Regions from separate parts of the Gasterosteus aculeatus genome. Here region 2 is linked to region 1. Evidence: chromatin contacts called from public Hi-C data. All regions are on one chromosome and are shown on one strand. Each heading gives the region's core, a stretch centred on a gene start, on an enhancer-like site or on the middle of the called end of the contact. The rest is flanking DNA. Distances are from core to core; before and after follow the strand shown. Region 1 has its middle 12 kb from the start of gpr37l1a. Region 2 holds the start of pth4 (parathyroid hormone 4).

Region 1 (5,524 bases), core at 355-2,854:
AGTTCTTTCTTTCAGAGGTATTAATTCTACTAAATAAACATTTAAGTTGAGGTTGTCACTGTATTTCTGGGATTATATTTTATTATTTTGATCAATAAGGAGGTGAGGTTCTTAATCTTTGACATTAAGATACCAAAGACCCCGTCACGGATTTTATTTAAGGTCTCGGGACAAGACATGACGTTATGTCAAAGAACAATATAAGAGAAACACTTTAAACTCATTTGGTAGATTATGATGTAACATATGAAGTATTAGCTCTCTGTAAATCAGTTCCTCCCTCTACTGAACCCTTCTTCAGGATACAGGCGTCACATTAATATCTCTGCAGCTAATAACTCAGACGTTAGATTATGACTTACCCGACTGCCATAGCAACACCGTGTAAAACATGTGCAGCTTTCTGATAACAAGAGGCTCTGATACATTTTTATCATGAAACACTACATTCCATTTGCAGTGTGTGTGTGTGTGTGTGTGTGTGTGTGTGTTGGACCTGAAGGCTGCATGTTTACACAGGAGGCCGAACAGAGACCAGCTCACAGCGTCCATATTTAGACAATAAGCAGGTCCAGTAGCTCTGGATGTTTATGACAACGAGACACAAGACGTACTGCGGCATATTATACCCGCATATGGGGTGTGTGCGTGTCTGTCCGTGTGTGTGTGTGTGTGTGTGTGTGTGCGTTCACACAGTCGCATTGGGGGGCTCCAAGCAGGTCTCCACATGTTCTTTTGGGGTTGAGCTTAGGTCTCTTTAACTTCAATAGGCAGTAACCTTCCGGTTGTTAAAAGTGAAACTTTGAAATGTCTTAAACCTGCATTCTCTCTACGGGCCATCGGGGGGCGACTCCTCTTTCTGATTGGATAGAAGTTTATGAGAAAAAGACCTTACTTCTCACTTGATGATGGGTTTATGGTTTCAGTCTATGGATTTAAGTCTATCATAATGGTCTTTTAGTAAAATATGAAGTGACTCAGAGTAAAACAAACAATAAAGCTTGTGTCTTTGTCTTTCAACTTTAACTTTGTTTGTTTTTCGTTCAAAACTTTGATTGAGATTGAGACAAGGTCTGATTGATATATAGATATAAACTAATGTTTGCAACCTTTACTGAGGTACATCAATGAATGGGGGATGAAAGGGTCTAAATTGAGTCTCGTCTTTCAGGTGGAGTTCTCTCTTAGAAATACAACGACTCCGATTTCAGAGGGAGTTCTGATTGTAATCGCTGCTCCTTCCCCTCAAAAGCAGCCTGTTTTGAGCCTTTGATACGGACGCCTCCCTCGTGCGGGGGCTCGTCGAGATGAGGGGAGGCAACACAACATAAACACAACCAGTGTCACTTACTTTAGAGCTGCCTCCAAATGCAGAGACCTTACCGGGTCCACAAATACGATCTGGAACAAAATAAAGCCAACTTAACACAAACACCACCTGCAGCAAACGTGTGCAAAGCCGACTAAAAGAATGAATCAACACACTGGGCACAACGGGCCAAGAGATGAAGGTGTCTGTTAGAAGTGGAGCTCTTTGGCCTGACGTCACCCTTTAGTTTATGGTTTTGTAGCCTCGAGTTAAACATTCTTGCCATCAGCATTTGTCTTCGGCCCCGTCTTGTTTCCTACCAACCGGGGAACCGGAGAAACCGGTATCCAGCTCTGTCAATCACAGTAGGCCGCGCCCAAAAGCATGCCCTGCTTTATGCCCTGCTGTTATGGTTTATTTAACTAAATGGACCATCATTCACTAGATGAACATCATGCTGCATTGAAGAAGACTTGAAGCTAGAGGTTGAGACCATAAACCCCCGTTTACAATGTTTGCTGCGGGAATAAATCGAGAGAGAAGAAGAGTCACTTTCTCATAGACTTCTAGACAATCAGATTTATTTTCGGCATCGTTGTCAGTATTATTATTACTTCCTTATGCTCCCTGCTGCCCACTGATAAGGTCACGAGTCTTCACAGGACAGTGCTTCGTGTTCTTGGTTTTGACTGGCAGGAATCAAACTAAGTAGCTGCTGTAAATCAGTGTCCAAACCTCCACACAGCAGAGACGCCATCTCTCTCTCTCTCTCTCTCTCTCTCTGTGTTTCTCATTCATTCTGTCTATCGCTCTACCTTTTTCGGTTGGAAGCCGCCTTGCATTTAATTCCCAGTTTCCCTCCTCCTCAGAGGCTCACCGCGGCGTCCCATCCTGTCCTTCCCTTTGTTTCTCTCTCTTCCTCCTACACCTTCTCCCCCTCCTTCATTCCATCTCTCATCATCATCCGCCGCCTTCAGCTAGCCAGCCTCCCAGCAGAGAATTATGAATAGAATTCAAATCAGTGGAGCTTTACTGTCTCCCGCCCCCTCTCTCCTTGGCCCCTCCACGTCTGCCTCGACTTCGTAACTTTCGCCAACTGTTTCCTATTGATTGTGGCTGTGACCACCACTGCTTATTCTCATATTAACACTTCACACTTTACTGCTTTTCTGTCATTTTGCTGCTTCTCCCCGAGCCTCAGCACTCACGCAATGATTCAGAGAAATAAATATATATATATATATATATATCAACACCTCCAGCATGACTGAACGCGGTGTTAAAGTGTCGTGAGGCTGCATGAAAATCTGTGAAGTGTGGGAGGAATAAATCAGGGCGGCCCTCTCCCTTCCCACGTACTTGACACTAAAGGAGTAGTCCAAACTTTCTGGGTATTCACTTTCCTTCTGGGAGACAAGACGGTTTAGTCTGTGGGATTATATCCCAGGGACAAAACTCCTCTCAGCGCCACGCAAGCCTGTAGAAAAAGGTGAAAATGCGTTTTGAGTTTTGCTCGTCCTATCTGGGCTACCGTAGAAACATGGTGGCTTTGTAGCTTCAGCTCCTTTTAAACCCTTTCTATCTCGCAGTAACCGATGGGTCGTCAGTATCTCTGGGAATCACAGATCGGCGGATCGGGAGCCCCGCTGACCCTCCCGGCAAAACCCGCCGTGCGGAGCTGGTTGAGGCGAATAGCTAGTCGAAGGATAGATGACAACGGTCAGGGTATCGGACCAGAAGAAAATCAGGTTCACCCTCCCTCGGGGAGGATGGATGCCTGGCCAATCCGGCTCAATGCTCGCCAAGAAGCGCGGTGGGATTCCTAACGACGCGTCAATGACATGATAGAAACTAGCGCCAGTGCGTCCATCTCTGATGCCAACGGGCACGGACGACGAGTCAGGAGCGAGGATGTGTGAGATGATACGCTAAATAAATGACTCTGTCCTCATATCATGTTCTCACCGGAGGCAGGGGAAGTCAGATGTCCCTCCTTCATGTTAAATCACCAACCAGAGCGTCTTTAAGGTCCCTTTAGAGGAATACTTTGTACATCAGTTATTCAGCCCCTCAGGCCTTGAACTTCTGAAGATGTTGCCAGAGTCCGTCTGTTTTACCTCAGTCAATAACTGTTGATGTTCAGGCCTCTGACATCATCAGGCTAATTGATGCAATCGATCAGTCCGCTGGAACCCCTGCTATTGATGAGCGGTCGTTTCCGGACACCTCTAGTGGCCCCCTGTTACGATTCCACAACACAACCCGGAAACCGCATCGCGACGACTCGACTCTCGTATGTTTTTAATATACGTGGATCTGCGGTCAACCAAAGAAATGTTTGCGATCACAGAGAGCAGGAGGCTTAACGTTTGCTTCCCCTCCTCTCCTCTCTCTCTGAGTAACAGAACACCTTCTGACGTCCACATGCGGACGAACCGGTGAAACGTCCGCAGTGAGGGGCGAGAAGGAATTGCACCTTTCTGGCCTCGGGGCATTGTGTTTATTGGCCTGCGTGTTTCTGATGGAGCACCATGACTGCAGCACAAAGCCGGTTATATAATGTATGACTGTGGGATTCCCAGCAGCTCTGCCTCCTCCACTCGGCGGCCTGAGGATAACGGAGGGGAGGGGGAGGACGGGGGGTCTGCAGAATGGATGTCAGGGAGGAAGGTATTGATGTCTGAGATTGGGATCATGAGTGTGAAAGGCTCCGATTGTCCACCGGCTCCTCCGCTCTTCAACAATCCAATGATTACCGGCGGCATCTTAACGAGGGATCCTGCCGCCGCGCGTACTGAGTCTGAGATATTACATCTATCCTCCAGGAGACAGCGTCCCCGCAGCACTCTGACAGGTTCATTGGCAGTGACGGGCGAGGTCGCTGCACAAACCGCAAACTGTCGAGGTGATTCCTCGCCGTTGGCTGCGTGTGGTGACCGCTTCCCCTCCGACCGCGAGGCAACGGGCGGAGGGGAGGAAGGAGAGGGGGGGGGGAGACGTCTCCCGAGCCTCCCCGCTGGGTAGAGCACGACGGGACGAGGCCGAGCCGCAAGAGTCGATCAATCGGTGCATTCTTGCGAGGAGGAGGGGGGGGGTTCAGCACAGATGGTGCAATGGCGTCAGTTATGTCACCGGCATTTTTTTATCTCTTGATGGGATTTGTTGTCAATAACAGGAAATGGAACTTACCCGGACGCCTCACAGTTGGTGTGCGTGTAGGAGGATGTAGCTGTAATGGTTAAAAGTAGGAGCAAACACCAGTGTGTGCATATAAACATACATACTGCATGATTTGGTCAAATATGAATGACCATAAGAGCGAAGCTTGTATAGGATTCATGCATAATTCACACAGCAGCTTCTCAATGAAGCCCAGAGTTTAAAGATGTCCGACCTCCTTCCTTCACGCCTGTCTTCACTGTGAGGTCGAGGTTTTATTATTATTTCGCTTTTGTGGTGTTTTAAAGGGAAGACGATCAACATTGAACATCCTCATTGCTTCTTGCTGCAGTTTGCTCTTATGTGCTGTTGTTCTCGGTTTGGTGGGGTAGGAGTCCACAAGTCTTTGTTTGGTACATTATAAAAAAGAGGGTACATGTACTCACATGTTTTATAATACTGCAAAACCCTTTTGAGAAAACAAAACCAGGATAAAAGAATGCCATGTGAATGCATCCGCTCCAATAAAGACACCAGCAATCAAAAAGTTGTGCTGGTAACTACTTTTACTAACATGTAAAGATCTTCCTCAGAATTGTTTCCTCAAATTAAAGTTGATTTAATATCTCATATTTCCCTGAGCACTTTAAGGACTTCATCACTCCGAAGCAGCCGGGCAATCTCCATCTACTTAAAATGACCGACCCCCCCCAGGAGGTCCAGGAGGATGAGACTTTATTGTGTTGTGTCCTAAAAATTGTCCTCACTCCTGGGATCTGAGACTCAGATTGATCAGCACAAAGGAGGATGGAAAGAACACGGAGGAAGAGCTATGAGGCACGATGCGATACAGAGATATAACAACAGAGCTGCTCCTCCCCCACTTTGCCATCAGATTGAACCCCCACCTCCCCCCTCTGCTATCGCAGCTCGGTGTGTTTTACTGGTCTTTCTGGGCAGACCATAAACTCTGGATTTACAGCCTCCTCCCCCTTCACTCCCTCTTCCTCCCCCATCCTCCCATCTTGCTGTGTGAATGGGCTCAGGGGCTGATTG
Region 2 (5,937 bases), core at 503-3,002, 79 kb after region 1:
ATGTCGGCTCCTGACATCCTCTCCTAACCACAATCCCCCGGGGAGGTGCAAGAAAAACCTCAGGGGCCATTATCTGATTAAAAGAGGTTCTCAAGAAGCAATGATAACGAATAAGAGTTATAATCTAGCACATGGATATGCTCATTTTATCTGGCAAATTGTAGCTTTGCATCGGTGAAAGGTCTAGTTAATTTGGCTTAGCTCTAAAGGTCGTAGACGACACGGGATCGGGCACATGAGGAAGATGGCTTAAGCTTGACTGCCAATGTCAATGACCCCGTGACCTTTCCTTAGGAGCCATGGTGGGAACCAACCGCCAGCTGTGTTACTGGTAAGGCTCTGGCTGTAATGAACACCCACCCCTCTAGGGGGCGCTTTCTGTCAGTTATTTCACATATCGGACGGCGTTTGCTCCCCTGCAGCTCCGGTGCTGCTCGGTGCAACACTGCCACCGTGTGGACGCTCGCCGCATTGCACCAGTTGGGCCTCCACCGAGTATAGATGCTGATAGATTCTCTGATTCAGCCTCATTCAATTGTATGCATCTCTCCATGTTTTCACACTTTATGATATCCATCATTGCTTTTAATCTCCATATTGCACCCACTTACACATTGTACCAGCTTTTCTCTAAAAACCTTGTCAGAAGGTTCGTATGAAATATGACAAATAGACGTTATTCCTGAAAGAAGAAGTTGCACAAACATCTGCACAAACATTTCCCTAAGAAAAACAGAGAGAAACTGTTCCCTCACCCCATCAGTGGTTAGCGTCTTCCTCCATCCTCCTGCTCCTCCAATGGACTGAATCCGCCCACGAGGCCCCGGGAGGCGTTGTCAAGGGTGACGGAGTTTCTAACGCTCTCTGCGATGACTCCGCAGCAACGAGAGGCCTCCGGTTAACCGGAGGAGGTTCGTTAGTGCTTTAACGGGAAGGAGCCCCGGCAACGAGCATCCACCGACAAGAAGTTTAGTGGCCACTTTCTACGACTCAAATAAACTGCCTTATAATCTGCTAATGATGTATAATCATGGTGACCAGCACTGTCAAACATGAGCTTTAATGCTTTAACAACAATCAAAAGATTTCATGATAAATAAATGAATAAATGTTCCTGCTTTTGGATACTTAATGTTTATTCAAAGCAAACGATGACCATGATTAAGTTATAATCACATTATAATACATTCTAACATTGGTAATAACTAATTGATTATTGCTAAAAAATCAATTATAACAAGCAAGTACATAATTTCTTGTGAAGCATAATACTAACGATTGCTTGCAGCTTGAATCACAGTGTTGCAGGCAGCTGATAATGCATTAGTTATATCATACAGTATGTTTACGGTAGCAGTATGTTTAATGTATTATAGGCGTTAGCGTCACAGAAAATGCCCCCAAACGTTTAAACCAGTTTGCTGACGTTCAGTTTTATTTCATCCTCTCTGACTTACTGCCAAAAACATCAATAAAAACATTGTTGTGAATTCCTCTCTGACTGAAACGGATCGTATCAGAAAATAGAAAATAGACAAAGAGGATAATCCCTCGATAGAATTCATCCCTCTTTTACAAAAACACCTGATTTACACATTCAGAGAGATGCTGACGTTTGTCAAACGCCCCTCTGGGTGTGTGTGTGTCTGTGTGTGTGTGTGTGTGTGTGTGTGTGTGTGTGTGTGTGTGTGTGTGTGTGTGTGTGTGTGTGTGTGTGTGTGTGTGTGTGTGTGTGTGTGTGTGTCAGGGGGCTTTATAAAAAGGTCTGGAGGTGGAACCTGAAGTCAGTTTGGTGTCTGATCGTGAGAGAAGCTGCTGTCATCTACCAGGTCAAATGTAAGTAAATCGTCCTCCTCCAGCTTCAGACCTGTTTTGTTTGTGTGGATGTGATTTATTTCTGTTTGTTTTTTTAGTTTCACTTCTGTGAGGAGTTTCCTGTGATTCCTTTAGGCAACAATATTTTTTTGTGTTAAAAATGTCTGACGTGGTTTATTTTCATGTGAAGTAATGCATTCTTTTTTAGTTAATTCTGTGTGCTTTCTTTTCTGCTTTTTACCGATCAATCGATCAGCTCGGATCCACTTGATTTGTTGTTGCTTTTTACCCACAATACCTTTCTCTCAGAGACGCTTGTCTTTGGATCATCTTTGGGTTGCTCGTCCACCCTCACGTCTGCTTTCAGAATTCCTGAACTTTTTATATAAACTTATTTACAGTGAAACGCTAGTAAATTGTACAAATAATCAAAATCTACCTTTTTATTATGTAAAGAAGAAGAAGAAAGCTCCAATTCTACTTCTTCACCGAAAACCGAACAAATGCAGGAAAATAAAATAAGGTGTTGAGGCTGAAACCGTCTTGCGGTACATTTATGCTGCTGACGTCAGAGAACAAACAACGAGACGTAAACTTACACCTCAGACCTGCAGAACGTCCTGACGCAGTGATGTTCTGAGACGTCGGGGTGAGAACATCACAGCGCGGTTTCCGGGTTTGAAGATACCAGCACACACCGACTGCTTGCCGGTTCACCATATTTACATCCATCGAAGGCCGACATCCATCCTTTATTTTAGTTTTCAGTCCAGTTGTGTTCGCCGTTGTCAGAGAGGACACCTGAGGGTCTGTTAGCCGGTGGTGGAGGTTCCTTCTCCTCGGCCACCTGCAGAGCTTCTGATGTGTTTCTTGCAGAAGATGCAGGCGTCCCTGAGGCCCGTGCGCTGGCTCGCCGTCATGCTTCTCGTCGCCTTCACAACCAGCCGGTGTCAACCGAACGAGAGGTGGGATGCAATGCGTTTTATTACGGTCACGTTGGGGGAAAATAAGTGAATTTGATTCCCAAAATGTGCATCAACTGGATCTTCGAGGAATACTTATTATATTTAAACACAGCAAGTATAAATACCACTGTCTAAATGAATCCTGATGTACACACTGTATACAACCACCTATTCAATTGCTTCATAAAATACTAATATTATGCATATTCACTGCTTATATTGTTTACAACTTGCATGTAAACATGCTTTAATAACTATTTTTGCGACTTACGTGAGAGTTCTTTCTGTTCTTTATGGGCTCTTATTCTTGTAACTGCACGGGGAGCAATGTTCTCACTATCTTAAATTCAATATTCCTAATAATAAAGATTTTACAAATATTTTTTATTATTAGCTGTCATAAATATTGTGGTATTCAAATGCGTTTTTTTCATCTTCTTCGTGCTTTCCTACATGTATTCTGACTGCGACAAACTCTCCTCCCTGCAGCCGCCGAGCCGTCACCGAACACCAGCTGATGCACGACCGCGGCAGAAACATTCAGAGTCTCAAGAGACTCATCTGGCTGTCCAGCGCCATCGAGGGTCTCCACACGGCCCAGACCAGGTCCGATGACCTCAACCCAACGAGGGTCCTGAGCCTGGCTCTGAATCCGGCTGGGAACCCGCAGCCCACCCGGGTGCAGAGCCTCCTGAGAGACTTCTTTAATCCCCACCTGACGCAACAGCAGGACAGAGAGGCCTAGCAGCGCTCCAACCACGCGAAGCCTCCGCACACATAATAATCATCATGTTGAAAAGAATTATTGGTGTTTGTCTTGAGACAATCTGTGTCCAAACGTCTCCCAGGAGGTCAGTTATAAAGAACGTTGTTTGTGGTTTGAAATGCCTGAAGTCGACCTTTAGTTCATGTCAGATCGGGACGCATCGAGGCCCGAGAAAAAATTAAAATATGTTCAAACACAATTAACTCCCTTCAGACAGCAACATGAATTGCAGAGGAAATGATGATGTTTAAAATGCCAAATTACCTCTTTTACAGCCTTCGGCAGCTACGTGCAGATGATGATGATGAAGTTTGGTTGGTTAATGAGGTTTTCACAAGCACGTCAGCCTTCTTGTTCAGTGCTTTCATTAATAAGTCCAGTGCCCCGATTTCTTCTCACGTTCTGCACGACGCCAGATGAATGTAATAAAAACACAGATCTGCTGGAGATTTGAGATAGAATGTGGTGTCATAATTGGTATGTGCTGACCTCAATGACAACATTTAAAATGGCAATAATGGATAAAGATCTCTTTAAAAATGTGAAATCCACCTCCACCCTGATTAAAACTGTAAAAATATGCTAAACAAATACAAGTACATGTATCATTACTAGGAAGTGTACAGCATTATAATGCAATGTTTGGCTAATTAATGTTTAACGTCAATGGTGCAACTACTTGACTATTAATGTGTGCTGCATTAACCGGTCCTTCACATGTAAGAACAGACCCAGTGTGTACATAAAATTCAAATAAAATGAAGTAATGCATATAGAAACGCCTCTTCCACTCTACCCGGGAGACTCTAACAGCCGCCTCGACAAATAACGCGAGATTTCCGGGGTGGCTAACGGGAACGGACGGGAACTAGCTTGCTGTGACAACCACAGTGACAGTCACCGGTCGTGGTGATCCACCTCCAGCTGCACACGTCCCTGCGGTGATCTAACGGTCATAGAGGGCAACTTTAAAAACTGAGCACCCACAACGGGGTCCTGTCTTCCGCCTCGAAGCGCCCTCGCAGCGTCCGCGGCTCTCGTCCTTTAATCGGCCAGGTCAGTCAGTGTTACATCCGTCAGTTAGCTGGCTGTCTTGGGGGTTAGCTAATCAAGCTAACTTAAAGTAGCCGCAAACATTAGGTGAGGTGTCAGTTGTCCACTGTGACTTTCTCCATTTATTTAATGGGGCGTTGTATTTTCAGTCGTGTCAACAGGTTGAGCAATAACGAGCCGACAGCGGGGAGGAACTAGAAACTTCCGCACTGACACAAGTCCGTAGTCCTAGCTTCCGTAGCTAGAAGCTCCGCTAATGCTAATCCTCAGCAGCAGAGGCTACCGATGAGGAGCTAGCTAGCCGCTAGCTAGCAGCGGCGATGCTAGGCAGCATTAGCAGAGTTGTTGTTTTGCTATCGTCGCTAGCTCATGTGTTGCTGACAGTCACAGGAAATAGTTTAGTAACGCGGACACGAATCGTCCGCTCTGTTATTGCTGTTTACGGTTGAGCCCTGTTAATGACTTCTTGGTGTTCATGTGGTCACAGACGTGCGGCTCCGTTAGTGTTTGTAGTCATGTGCTCTGTTCTGCGATGATATAATCAAGGGTACGAACAATAACACACGTGTGACACTTCCCAGGCATGTGTGTCCCTTTCTGTTGACGTGTAACAAGTACTTAAGTATCGTTTGGAATACTTCTACTTTACTGGTGTATTTCCATTTTGTGTTCCTTCCACACTACAACTCCTGAGAGGAACACGTCACACTATTTATTTACTTATCGAGTTACTTTGTTAATTCAGACTAATAACTCGCGTTTTGCTTTAATGTTTTATTGTTATTTATTTTTGTGCCTTATTTTTATAGATTCCATTTGCACTTTATTAATCACTATGTATCGGAAAAAAGTGCAAACATTAAATCTACATAAGAATGCACCATTGCTCAATTAAATGATATAGATACATATTAAATTAAATAGCCTTTTCACCCATGTGAGTATTTAGCTTTCTTTTTAGTCATTGTAGAGTGAACGTGTTCGGGAAGACCAGCATGGGTTTTGTGAATCTGTCTTCATGCACCATATCGGGACACTATTGTGGTACTGTGCTCTCGTTCCAGCCTCATCCAGCCCCACTGTGGATCTTTAGCCCCACTGTGGATCTTTAGCCCCACTGTGGATCTTTAGCCCCTCCGGCAGGACAGTGGCAGAGGCAAAGGCAGAGCCATCGGGGACCAGACCAGCAGGCAGCAGGGCTCCATGAGTGCGACAGGGCATCAGCAGCAGCAAGGTGGGGGCCCGCGTTCTCGCCGAAGCCTTGCCCGGGACAAGGACCCGGGGCAGGGCATGGGCATGGAGGCGGCCTGCTGCCTGGCCCCCGGAGTGCTGCGCCGG

What was found. Hi-C and Micro-C count contacts between places; a contact is called where the count stands out from the background.
Region 2: a Hi-C map of skeletal muscle shows a contact between it and region 1, with 10 times the contacts expected there. The contact joins the promoter of pth4 here to the enhancer-like site in region 1. A contact is called at or near these places in 6 of 6 Hi-C or Micro-C datasets (blood and trunk muscle, liver, skeletal muscle and 2 more).

What each region holds. Positions count from the first base shown.
Region 1 is chr17:2,428,352-2,433,875 of fGasAcu3.hap1.1, forward strand. No RefSeq gene overlaps it. Among protein-coding and RNA genes, the nearest start is that of gpr37l1a, 12 kb to the left of the region's middle. Within about 2 kb of position 1,605, at least 3 of the 9 cell types and tissues checked have open chromatin away from gene starts, as enhancers often do.
Region 2 is chr17:2,507,363-2,513,299 of fGasAcu3.hap1.1, forward strand. It overlaps pth4 (parathyroid hormone 4), which reads left to right and starts at 1,753. Exons shown (of 3, transcript XM_040205142.2): 1 at 1,753-1,836; 2 at 2,692-2,780; 3 at 3,270-4,319. The coding sequence starts at 2,695. The coding sequence ends at 3,525. It overlaps cept1b (choline/ethanolamine phosphotransferase 1b), which reads left to right and starts at 4,366. Exons shown (of 10, transcript XM_040204239.2): 1 at 4,366-4,602; 2 at 5,664-5,937. The coding sequence starts at 5,803.